Regions from separate parts of the Mus musculus genome. Here region 2 is linked to region 1. A link is a contact called in public Hi-C data. All regions are on one chromosome and are shown on one strand. Each heading gives the region's core, a stretch centred on a gene start, on an enhancer-like site or on the middle of the called end of the contact. The rest is flanking DNA. Distances are from core to core; before and after follow the strand shown. Region 1 overlaps Hephl1 (hephaestin-like 1). Region 2 has its middle 46 kb from the start of Gm39293.

Region 1 (6,247 bases), core at 2,385-4,884:
TGAACAAATTAGGATTTTTGTATTTGCTAAAAGGCAGCCCAAGTGTGAGCATCCTAAAGTAGGTAGACAGACTGCATGGTGGAAATTTAGGGATAGTCTGTGTTTTTGGCCCAACTATCCTAACACTAAGCTTCCTTCTTCAAGAGTGTTCATGCTGCATCAGCTTTTAAAGGATCACCATGGGGACCTCACGCAACCATCTGGGAATGTAGCTCAGTGGTAGGGTGCTTCCCTATACGTGAGGCCCCAAGGTCAATCTCCAGTACAAAGGAAAAAGAAGAAATCCCACTGAGCTAATTTTGATATACTTCAGTGGATACTCATAGGAGACTGGAAAATAGCATCATTCAGTATGTGCTTCTTGATAGAATTCAACTCTGTCATGAGGAAAATTGGGGAACCATTGACACTATGAGCATCTGGAAGCTCCTGTCTCCTCACTCCCAGCAGTCAGGGACATCTTCCTTGTTCCTTCCCGCTCTTCCTGCCTCCATTGCTGGGCCCCTGTGATCTAAAGCACACACAGTGTGGCAGCTAAGGATTTCAGCATCCTTTCTGTACTCTGAGTTTTGTATGTTGCAGAGACCCATCTGATTCTAGGCAATGAGACTGTGAAAATCAAATGAGATAAGGTAGGACCCAAGCTCCAGGCAGAACTACAGGCATATAGACTTTCCCCAGAGTGACTTCATCTTTCAGAAAAGTAGGGTTAACAACACTTGGGGGTATATTGGTTTCTTATGCCTTCGACCAATTGGTTACAAACTAAGTGAATTCAGACACTAGCTATTTATTCTCTCCCAGTTTTGGAAGTTACAAGTATAAAATAAAAGCCACACTCTTTGTGGGTCTTAAGGGACAGACAGTGTTCCTTGTCTCTTGGACTTTTGAAGGTGTCTAGTGTTCCTTAGCTTGAGACCGATTCTCTGCAATCTAGACCTCCATTTTCATAAGGAATGGTCACCACTCTTTTTATCTCAAGGACTTCTAGAGACTAGGAAAGAGAAAGACTGAAGTGGCTATGTATCTCTTTTAACCTAAGAAAGCTGTACCAGAAATGATTATAGCGAAAACTGTGTGAGCTCTGTTGTACTAGACACACTTAGTCACAAAGCTTTGAGGAATTTTTTTGTGTTTGTTTTTTGTTTTTTGTTTTTCAAGACAGGGTTTCTCTGTGTAGCCCTGGCTGTCCTGGAACTCACTCTGTAGACCAGGCTGGCCTCGAACTCAAGAAATCCGCCTGCCTCTGCCTCCCAAGTGCTGGGATTAAAGGCGTGCGCCACCAAGCCCAGCTAAGGAAATTTTTTAAAACACAAGTTCTGTGTACTTCGAGAGACTTCCATGAAAATCAAATGAGACAAGGAAGACCCAAGCTTCAGGCCGAACTACAGGAATCGTAATGAAGGAATTACATGAGAGCACATAACCCAGATTGCTGTTAACAATTACCCATCTAATTAGGGAAGGTGTGGCTTCTGAGTTCTAACATGGAATCTGCCTCCACCCTTCTTGCCCAGTGCTGGTTGGTCTAACATGGTCCTGTTTTCATTTTTGTTACGCTAAGAGCCTAACCTGCCCGGGTCACATATTCTGCTGACCTTAGCTTGCCACTCATCTTTACCCATATCCACATGCCTCCATCACTCCAGCTCTGTATAGCATAACTGGCATCAACATCAAAACCATGGCACTGCCATTTACCTGTGTGTAGGTTTCCCAGTCAAATGTAACTCTCTTGAGTACAGGAACTGAGAGTGATACACCTTGGCCTCCATGTATAGTTCCAAACCTCAGTTGCTTCATGAAAGGTGATGAAAAAATAAACCCCAAATGTGCAGGGGATGAATCTCTGGTGGGGTGCACACACTTTGTGAGCCATGAATTCCTCAGACCCTAGCCCGGAAGCCCACCTCAGCATGGCTGGACAGCTTCTGACCACTGCCAATCTGACTGGCCTCTGGAGGTCACTGTTTCCATCAGTGTGGCCTTGGCAATGGCAACGGAATTCCCCGCCTTGGCTTTCAGACAGCTGCTAGCGGAGGACCTTCTGGCCCACAGTGGACTCCTGCACAGGAGAACCTGATATCTCTCTGTTAGCCAGCAGCTGTTGCTGTGCTCAGCTCCAGTGAGCCTCTGCTTCTTGAGAAGGATTGCCTTCTACAATTCACAGCAGTAGGACTTCTGTCCTGTGACTTCTACACACACTGGATACTCACAGACATGTGTTGTGTAGATGATCAAAGAAACTCTTGCTTCAAGCACCTGGCTTTCTATTCTTTCTTCTTTTCCTTCCCCCCCCCCACCATTTTGAATTTCTTTTTTAAAAATACTATTTTAAAATTTATTCCTGGTGTTTGATATGGTCTCATACTGTTTTTTACTTTCAGTATTTTTCAGTCAAAGTTTTCATTACAAGCCAGGTAAGACTCAGAAGCAGAGGCCTGTGGGTCTCTATACCAGCCTGGTCTACAGAGTGAGTTCCAGGACAACCAGCCTGGTCTACAGAGTGAGTTCCAGGCCAGCCTGGTCTACAGAGTGAGTTCCAGGACAACCAGGGCTGTATAGTGAGACTTTGTCTCAAACAAACAAACAAACAAACAAACAACCCAAACAAAACAAAAGCAAAAGAACAGGTCGCTATAGATTTTGTTGTATGGCATGGATGACAACAGGAATGATTTGTAACTCTGGCTGCATACCAGAGCCATGCATTTGCCATCAGCCAGGTTACAAGGCCAGTGACAGCCTTCACATTTCAAGGGCTTGTTCACAGAGTGCCACAGACAAGCTCCAGGGACAGCCTTTGTCCCAGAACCTGGAAGTCCTGGCTGCTTTGATTTTGAGCTATCACTCCTCATAGAAGCCCTCCTGTCAGCAGAGGAGCAGAGGGTCTTACAGTGATGCATGCCCTGACCCAGGAATGCTTTGTGCCACTTCCATGGACACCCTGTGTGCTGGGAGCCTAGAGTTACAACTTAGTGCAGAAACAGGACCTTTCCACCACGAGGCAGACGGGCAAGCTCAGGAAAGTTTTACCCAAAAAATAATTTAGTAAGAGTGGGGAAAATATGGAAGCTATTACTTTGCCAGGAAGTCTGATTCAGTGGCCCTGAAATGGGACAAATGTCCCTAGTGATTGCCATGAAACTGCCTAGTGACATCAGAGAGCAACTGCTACAGAAATCTCAGCCACAGTCATACGTTGAGGGACAGGACTGACATCTGCCTAAGCACGTGCAAGACATGTCGCTGTATCACTCAGGGAACTGTGTGACATGCTGCCCTGCTGTGGGGAGGTTAGCCACACTTTCCTCCCCTGCTGCTCTGTCCCCTCTCTTGTTTGATGGGTTTTCCAGGCCAGTCATGGTAACACCTATGATTCAGAGGGTGATGGGGAAGACTCTAGTGGGGTTTGGGGTTTGGGTCAGGACCTTCCAGCAGTGTGTGAGCATGCCTGCTCAGTTCATGTGATCTCCTGTGCGTGCCAGGAGACAGGGTGGAGAAGTGTGGAGCATCCTAAAGCCTGCTTGAGTGGCCAGGACCGTTGCACAACCTCTTACCCATCAGTCTGAGCGCAGAGGCACAGTATCGCGGTTGTCACTGCCCTGCTGGGTGACCTAGTGTCTGTCAGTTGTTATCAGGCAGCTCTGCCCACGCTGGTGCTGCTCGGTAGCTCGTGGGTGACTCACTCTTTCCTCTAAGCCTGTTCAATTAGGGGCTTTACTGAGAGTTCTCCACTCCCCCCAAGAAAAAGCAAATCAGCACACCCCCAAAACAATGTTTTAAATACATTTCCATTTTGTGTGCACAAATCTGAAATGTGGCCATGGAAATCCAAGGTTCCTTTTTGGTTTAAACTGTACCAACCCTAGGGTGTAGCTATATCGCCTAAACCCTCTATTCTAAGTAGTGTGTTTTTACATTTTATAGTATAGTATTTTTAACAGTGAAAGTGAGGTCATATGTACAAAATAAAAACCCCTATAGTATAAATAGATAAGCAATCCCATCCCCCACTCTTGCCTGTGGTCTCTGTCAGGCATCCAGTGGATTTTTAGATGCTTTCATTGCATGTTCTCATGTGTATATTAAAACATCCAAGCAGATGGGTTGTACTTCATATTCTGGTGTGCAGTGTTGGTATTTTGGTGACAATATGGCACTGACACGACCCCCCCACCCCATGTGATATGGATTTGTCATCCTGTTACTTACATAGCACCTGTTGAAGAACATGTCTGTTTTCTAGACTTTATTACAGCCATTCTCTACTTTTTAAACAAAATGGCCACCTTGTTGGTCCTGTTGTATAGATTGGAAGCTAGACCCAGGTTTCTGCTTCTGGGGTTCTGGCTCTATGGCTCCTGGGATACTTACTCTTCTCTGGGCAGGATCCACTCCTTCCTGAAGGTCTTGAAGCCATCGCTTCTGCCATCATGGCAGCTTTCCTGGCTGGTGTGATTAGTATGAAGGGTGGGCAGGGTTGGCATGTCCTAGTAGTGTCCAGGGAAGAACAGGGAGGCAGTGCCTGGGCAGGTGAGTGATTTGGGGCTCAACCAACTGATATCTGCAAAGCTGTGTTCAGTTCTCACTTGAAGGAGGGGCTGACCACTGAGCAGAGAAGGCAGTGAGGCAGTGGAAATGCTCAACCTCCCTTTGACTGAGCCAATGATGCTTACTCTGAGGTCCACAGACCAGTCCTCCTTGGAGTTGGATTTAGTGGTCACCTGTTATTATAAGGACACAGCTTTGGGGTCTCCCTGACATGTCCCCTAACTCCATCATAGGAAACTAACCAAAGCCTTTCTCTCAGTCCTGAACAATCCTCCGCCCAGAGAATCTTTGCAAGTTGGAATTCCCTCTTCCTTCAAAGTCATTTCCAAATGTTATCTTCATGTGTACATGTGGTATATGTTTGTGGCAGTATTCATCTGAAGGTCAGAGGACAACTTGTGGGATTCAGTTCTAAATTTCTACCACATGGCTTCCAGGGATCAAGCCCTAGTCTTCAGGCTTGGTGTCACCTTTTCTTGCTAACCTCTTACTGGTCCCATTGCTTTAGCTTGCCTTTAGTGTCATGCTATATCTGCTTAGATGCTTTTGTTTTTAACTTGCTACTGTTTGTAACTGAAAGGAAGGCAAGATGTTTGTAAGAGGCCAGCCGGCATTAATAGGCAGCCCCAGAAAACTAAAGCCAATAATAGCATGTTTTGGATTTCTGAGATATGATGGCCACACTTTACCCTGGAGCTGGGCATCATGGGATGATGCCTGTGTCATTTGATTAGCAGGGGCACCTAGTATATGAGCAAGCAAGGAGTTTTCCCTGGACATAGCATTCCAGAAGAACTCAACTGTGTGCCAGGCATTGCATCATCCGTGTGTAGACAGGCCGTGCAAGATCCTGAAGCATAATGCAGCCTCCTGTCTGGCCTGAGCACAGACAAGATCAGCTCCAGAGCAGACAGCTGTGTGACCGCCCTCGTTTCCCCATGTGACACACCTCAGCCCTGACTACTTTTCTAAGCAGTTAATACCAGAGATGAAACAAAAGACAAAAATATGCCTGCCATTCTTACATGCCTGGAGGATACGCCTCGGGCATGACAACCCAAGCTCTTCTGCAAACATAGCTTGCAACACTCTCCCACCTCTAACTTGCCAATTTATGGGCAAACTCAGAGGGTTGTTGTTTGCTAGTTTGTTTATTTTAGGTTTCAAGGCAAACAGCAATGCTTCCATGGAATTTGCAGTAGAAAATTAGACTTTAGGAAATTAGTGGGAGTTAGGAATAGTAAAGTTGTTTGTCTTTGATAAGCATACCCTTCACGGACAGACAGAACTCGTTCTGTTACTGGTATCTGCACAGAGCACTAAGTTTACAGAGAAAGGGAAGAAGCTGGGGCTGGAGTGATGGCTCCATGGCTAAGAGCACTCGTTGCTCTTGTACAGGATCTGGGCTGGATTTCCAGCATCCACACAGTTATTCACAGCCATCCATAGCTCCACTTCTGGGTATCTGATGCACTCTTCTGACCTCTGTGGCACCAAACATGCATGTGGTCTACATACATACATGCAGGCAAAATGCACTCACATAAAATAAAACATATATAAAAAGGGAAACATTTCAACTGACTTTGAAAGATACTTGGAAGTAGATACAGAGAAACAAAGCAAACCAATCAACCAACCAAACAATCAAAAAATGAAGTAGAGAGGGACGAATTTAGATTAACCATCTAAG
Region 2 (6,081 bases), core at 523-3,022, 85 kb before region 1:
CTATGGAAGTGTGGGGGAAGGGGATGTCTCAGTGGGCACATGCTGAGGTATTCCTTCCCCCTGAGGGACCAGCCACATGATGGTAGAGTACAGAATAGAGGGGAGTTAAGAGGGTAGTAGAGATGGAGAAAGACAGAGAGAGGGAGAGTAGAGAAGTAGAGGCCCACCATGATCATGTGGAGAGAGGAGGGAAGGGAATGAAGAGAGAGGGGGAACAAGAGGGAGCAAGAGAGCAAGAGGCAAGAAGGAGAGAGAGAGAGAGAGAGAGAGGAAGGAGGAGGAGGAGGAAGAGGAGGAGGAGACAAGCAGCCCCTTTTACAGTGGGTCAGGCCTACCTGGGTGTTGCCAGGTAACTGTGTGTGGGGGTAAAGTTTAGACAGAATGCTAATGAAAAGGTCAGGTCAGGAACTTTGGGAGGGTCATGGAACACTTGCCCCTCTGGAATGGAGAGGCTAATTACTCAGACCACAGGAAGGGAATGACCTGCAGGTGGGGCACATTCTGCAGGAGCAGGATGGACCTTGCCCACCTTCAGACAAGGAAAGTCCTTGCCACCTCATTCCCTAAAGACCAATCAGTTTAAAAAGTCACACTGTTCTGCCAGTCACATTGTGGCTAATGGCTGCTGCCCTGGAAGCTTTATAAAAAGCTCACTCAATGAGCTGCATGTGGTCACCACTGCACCGAAGGTGCAGGACGACCCCACACATTGGAACAATAAGTTCCTCTTGCTTTTTGCCTCGATTCTGGCTCAGCATGGTTCACTCAGGGGATCCCCAATAAGCTAAAGCTTGTCAGAGTCTTACACTAACAGGAACTACAAGCAGAAATCTGGATCAGGAACTAAGCAGACTGAAAGTGTGTGGCTATGGTTATTCCTGTAAGTGGATCATTTGATTCTAGAGCACACTTTTCCAAAAGAAAAGTATACACAGATTAACTTACCATATCTGTTCCGGTTTAAACCGGAAGTAAAGCTGAAACACTTGCTGAATGTAACTGGAGATGACAACTGACTGCTGACTGGCTTCCTAGGCCTACTTTCTTTCCCCAGGACTACCTGCCAGGCATGACCCCACCCACAATGGGCTGGGCTCTCACATCAATCACTAAGGCAATGCCACGTAGGCCTGCCTACAGGGTGATGTTTTGGAGACATTTTGTCAATTGTGGTTCCCTCTTCTTAGATAATTCTACCTGTGTCCCTGACAAAAATCCCAACAGGAACTGTGTCTCTGTCTGGCCAGTGCTACATAATCCTCCACAGCTGCTTCTCTCAGCTTCTTTCTCTTCCTCAGTGTGAAGTACAGGTGGTAGGGCTGGACCGCATCTCTGACTTTAAATGTGTTTGAAGGCATGTTCTAATCTGAATACAAAGCATCATCTGCCTTGACTTCTCTGAGGCCCACAGAGGGAGCTCATGTTGTGCCCAGATTGTAAAAACTCCAAAGAGATCACCAGGAGTCACAACCCGCTGTAATCACATGAGGGTCTTTATTCAAGCTCGAGCTTGGGCCACCAACCTTTCTGATGGAACATGAAGGAGAGTGAACCCCCAGGTCTAAGTGAAGGGCGTTTATAAAGGAAAAACAAATCACAAGCAGGGCTTTCAAGCCTTGGCATTCCATGAGAGGCATTCCATGAGAATTAAAGGAATGCTGTCCTTCAAACCTGATAACGTTTGTTCAGACAGCGGGGCAGAAAGAACCGTGCAGCTGGAGAGGGACCTTCCTGACCTGGGAAAAGTCACTCATTGTGTTATCAGAAGCTAGTGTATTTTACAACCTGGTCTCAGCTGTCTGGGAACACTTAGTTGTCTTTTCCCCATAGTCCAAGAGTGGGCTTTTATCCCTTCAAGGATATTGGCTCCTGCTTCTTTCAAGGGCAGGAGCCATCTGCACTGGAGAAATTCTGGTTGCTAATCAGGGGAGGATAGGTTGCCTTTCATTTGTTCCCAAGGTTGGCGTCTTCTGGCGGGGAGGGAGGTCAGGGGGAAAGGGGACAGACTCAAACTGTTCTGGCTCTGCGCAGGGACTGGAGAGTGCAGGATTTGATACACAGAGACTGGGTAGGGGTGAGGTGGGGGTGGGGCAGTTTTCTAGTGTCTCTTTATTGAGATCAGCAGCAACGGCTGCTCAGGATGTGCTGCTGTTGTGTGGGTACCAGAGTGCCCAGGACTAGCCTATCTCTAAATGTTTTCTAGTTTAGACATAGGCTGTAACTTTTGGCTTGGGCAACATGGCAGTTATTTCCTGTGACCACCAGGACATCTAGATCTCGAACTCGAATCACAGCATTATTCTATATAACATACCACTGCTTACAGCGGTGACTTAGGGAGGTGCCTGGCTGAGAGCAGCCACTCTCTTCATTGCTTACTTTTCTATTGCCGATTAAACACTATGACCAGAAGAAACTGAAAGAAGAATGGATTTATTTGGTTTGTGATTCTGGAGAGATAGAGTCCATTATAGAAGTGAAGGGTAACAACAGGCAGGGTAAGGCAAGGCGCAGGAGCCAGGATGCTGTCTGGTCACACTTTCATTCACATACTGGAAGTAGGCAAGGGAGAGGGAGAAGGAGACAGACAGACAGACAGACAGACAAACAGACAGAGAGATACCTACACACACAAAGACACACACACACACACACACACACACACATATAAAACAAAAAGTGGGATAAGGCTGCCTATTGCTAAGGCCCACCTCCAATGATGCAGTCCCTCTGTCAAGGGCCTATAACTCAAAGGTTCCATAATCTCCCCAGATACCACGAACAACTGGGGACCAAGTGTTCAAACACGCAAGCCTGTGGGGGAGATTCCTCATTCAAACCACCACATTCCCTCATGTCAGACTCTCAGTTCCCCTACGTGGTTCTGCTTTTATCTTTGTTTTCTTTTCTTTTTGTGTGTACATTTGCCTTTTTAAAAAGCATTCATCATAGTTCATAAGGAAAGACTCTGAAACCCAAAGGGTGAAATAAGAGCTACGCTTGTTGATCCATTAATGCTTTCAATTAGAGCACCCAAACCCAGATAGACACGCAGTCAAAGGGGCATTCACCCGAAAATCATCCTGGGACAAATTAATAGCTACAATCAGAAGAAAAGTAGCTTTATGTTTGGATGTAAATGGACTGAGTAAGCACCCTGACATTAGGACTCTGCATTCAGCACTGTCATTATGTGTTAGTGTTATATGCTAGAAGATGGGAGGAGAGTAAAAGCCCAGAGTCCTCCTTAGAACTTACAGGCTTCAAGGCTGTCACCCTAGCCCTGGCAACTCCCGACTCCTCTCTACCATTCACAGTGCTACTTCAAGCAGTAGACTTTACCTTCTTCTCTTCTCTTCTCTTCTCTTCTCTTCTCTTCTCTTCTCTTCTCTTCTCTTCTCTTCTCTTCTCTTCTCTTCTCTTCTCTCCTCTCCTCTCCTCTCCTCTCCTCTCCTCTCCTCTCCTCTCCTCTCCTCTCCTCTCCTCTCCTCTCCTCTCCTCTCCTCTCCTCTACTTTCTTTTCCTTTTCTTTTTTTCTTTAGATAATTTGAGGAGTTTCATATCTGGGCATAAAATTATATTTTAAGTTTCTATTCACAATTGCCTGAGCCTACCCCACTCCTGTGTTACTGTTGGAAGTTGTGCTTTGAAGTCCTGTTTCCTTTTCTGCAAATCAAGCTTTCCTCCCTGGGAAGAGGTGATGAGGTATTTACAAAACACTTGTCAAAAACTTGGCATTTGAGGAGGTACACATTCAAAGCTAGCTGCTTCCTTTCCCTCCTTTAGTTGAGTCAAGAATGTGCTCTGAGCCAGGCATGGTGGTGCACACTTTTAATTCCACCACTTGGGAGGCAGTGGTAGGCAGATCTCTCTGAGTTCAAGGCCAGCCTGGTCTACAGAGCAAGTTCCAGGACAGCCAGGGCTACACAGAAAAACCTTGTCTCAAACAACAAACAACAAACAAAACCAAACCCTCTGTATCTGTAGTTGTGGACCCAGAAAAGAGCAGTGTGTTGACCATGGGCTCCTGCCATGACATCAGGCAGCAAACAGCGTCTTGAGAACCTGGTACCAGAAGGCCTGAAGTTTAGTCCTGGATCTGCCACTGGGTAGCCATGTGGCTTAATGCAGTTCACCTCATCAGTTTTCTCATGTTCACAAAAGCCAGGGCATCAGTGTTCCAGAGGGAGGCTGGTCTTTGCTTGCTGCTCCTCTGACTATCACACACAAGGGTCCTGTTTCTTCCATACCCTGGCTGGTTCAGATTGTGGCTGTGAGCTCCCAGGCTGGATAAAATTACTTATTTTAAAATTGTGTGTGTGTGTGTGTGTGTGTGTGTGTGTGTGAGAGAGAGAGAGAGAGAGAGAGAGAGGATGACTTTGAACCCCTGATCCTCCTTTCCTGTACCTTCCAAGCACCTGGGATTAGAGGTGTGTGTCACCACATCTGGCTCAGCATCTGTTCTTTTTTTTAAACAAAACAAAACAAAGATGTATATTTTATTTTTATGAATATGAGTTTTATGAATTGCTTGCATGCATGTAAGAGCACCACATGCATGCCTGGTACCTTTTGAGGCCAGAAGGGGTCGTGGTATTTCCTGGACCTGGAGTTACAGAGTTGTGAGCTTCTGTGCAGTGTTGAGATCAGGACCCAGGTTCTCTGCAAGAACATCCAGTGAGCTGCTTTGGGAGATGCACACAGTTTAGGGACAGAAGGAGGAAGAGGACACATACCTACTAGACATATTAGCTGAATCATCTCTGGCAAACATGGTGGTCTGTGTCACAGCCAGATCTCTTTTACATCTTTGTCACCCATTCTTTGTATGCGATTAGTCAGAGCTCCACTGAGGTTGAGTTCCAGTAAATGACTTTATCTCTGAGTCTTCATGGCCTCAAGCACTTGCTTCATGGGTAAGTGGTGAGCTTGGATATCTGTTTCCTGAAGTTCCTCATGGGTGTTTGATGCTCAGTAGTAGCTCTGTGACTGATGCTGTCATTATCACTAGAACATGAGGAAACGAAGCCTTCACGGTAATTTTCTCTGAGGTCATATGGTTATCATATGCCAACGATTCACATTCAGTCTTTCTGCCCTACTACAAACTCATGAGGCATAACGAGAGGGCAGAGAAATTTCAGGCTCTCATGATGAGCAGTCGACTTTGAAGGATGGTGGGGCTGACACTTCAGCTCTGAGGATGGAGGCCAGAGACCCTGTTCCAGTCTCACTCTGTCTCTCTGAACTGACTCATGAGGTGACTATCCTGCAGCCCTTGGAAGTTATCAAGGAACAAGGCCACCTTGCGGCCTCATAGATGGTTTTTTTGAAGGGCATGCCCAGCTAGCTCCTTAAGGGCTGGATATAAGAAATCATCAAGAACAGCAAAGTAATTAAGTCCTCAGACCCTGCTGCAAAGAGGCAATGTTGTGAGGCTGGGTTGGGAGAGAGAGATGGAGCAGTTCGCTGTCAGTGTTGGCTTTCCCATCACTGATCGGGAAGGGATTGAATCTAATGGGTGCTAACAAAGGAGCTTTGAAAATTTTGAGATGAGAAGATGCGAATGTTTCAAGTAGCTTTTTGGGTTCCCTCTGATCTGTGGCTGCAGTCAGGGAGGGAGGGTAGTGTCAGTCATACCCGCTGCTGGTGCTGTATTCCAGGTTGTATCCTTATTACCTAGTGTGATCTTCCCTGTGCAGAACCGGTGCTCTAAACATGTGTTTTCATTGACATAGGCATGGGTGGGTCTGATGCTGTTTTCGCTTCTTGGCTCCAGTCTTCCTTATTATAGTCACCTCTTCTGTTTATGTATGTGTGTGTACCACCATGCATGCCAGGTGCTTGTAGAGGCCAGAAAAAGGTGTCAGATCCCTGGGACTGGAGTTATGAATAGTTGTGAGCCACCAAATGGGTGCTGAGAATCAAACCTGGTTCCTGTACAAGAGCAACGAGTGCTCTAAATTACAAAGCCTTCTCTGCCGTTACTATATTGCTGCAGACATATTAATTCTCCACATTTCCCCCATAAACTAAGGATCAATACAGTAGTGGGAATGAGCAGTAAGAAGTGATATGGCA

What was found. A called contact is a pair of places that touch in the nucleus more often than the background predicts.
Region 2: a contact with region 1 is called in a Hi-C map of Sertoli cells, with 2.9 times the contacts expected there. The contact joins two enhancer-like sites. A contact is called at or near these places in 1 of 39 promoter capture datasets (the SN4741 cell line), 3 of 484 Hi-C or Micro-C datasets (Sertoli cells, nephron progenitors and stem cell-derived germline stem cell-like cells), 2 of 115 datasets of contacts at active chromatin or transcription factors (both in embryonic stem cells) and 3 of 9 other capture datasets (adipose tissue, embryonic stem cells and pancreatic islet).

Annotation. Positions count from the first base shown.
Region 1 is chr9:15,101,123-15,107,369 of GRCm38.p6, reverse strand. All of the region lies in intron 1 of Hephl1 (hephaestin-like 1), which reads left to right. Among named protein-coding and RNA genes, the nearest start is that of Hephl1, 7.9 kb to the left of the region's middle. Within about 2 kb of position 3,634, at least 34 of the 459 cell types and tissues checked have an H3K27ac peak or open chromatin away from gene starts, as enhancers often do. A contact at or near this core is called in Sertoli cells, where this site is marked.
Region 2 is chr9:15,184,487-15,190,567 of GRCm38.p6, reverse strand. No RefSeq gene overlaps it. Among named protein-coding and RNA genes, the nearest start is that of Gm39293, 46 kb to the left of the region's middle. Within about 2 kb of position 1,772, at least 16 of the 459 cell types and tissues checked have an H3K27ac peak or open chromatin away from gene starts, as enhancers often do. A contact at or near this core is called in Sertoli cells, where this site is marked.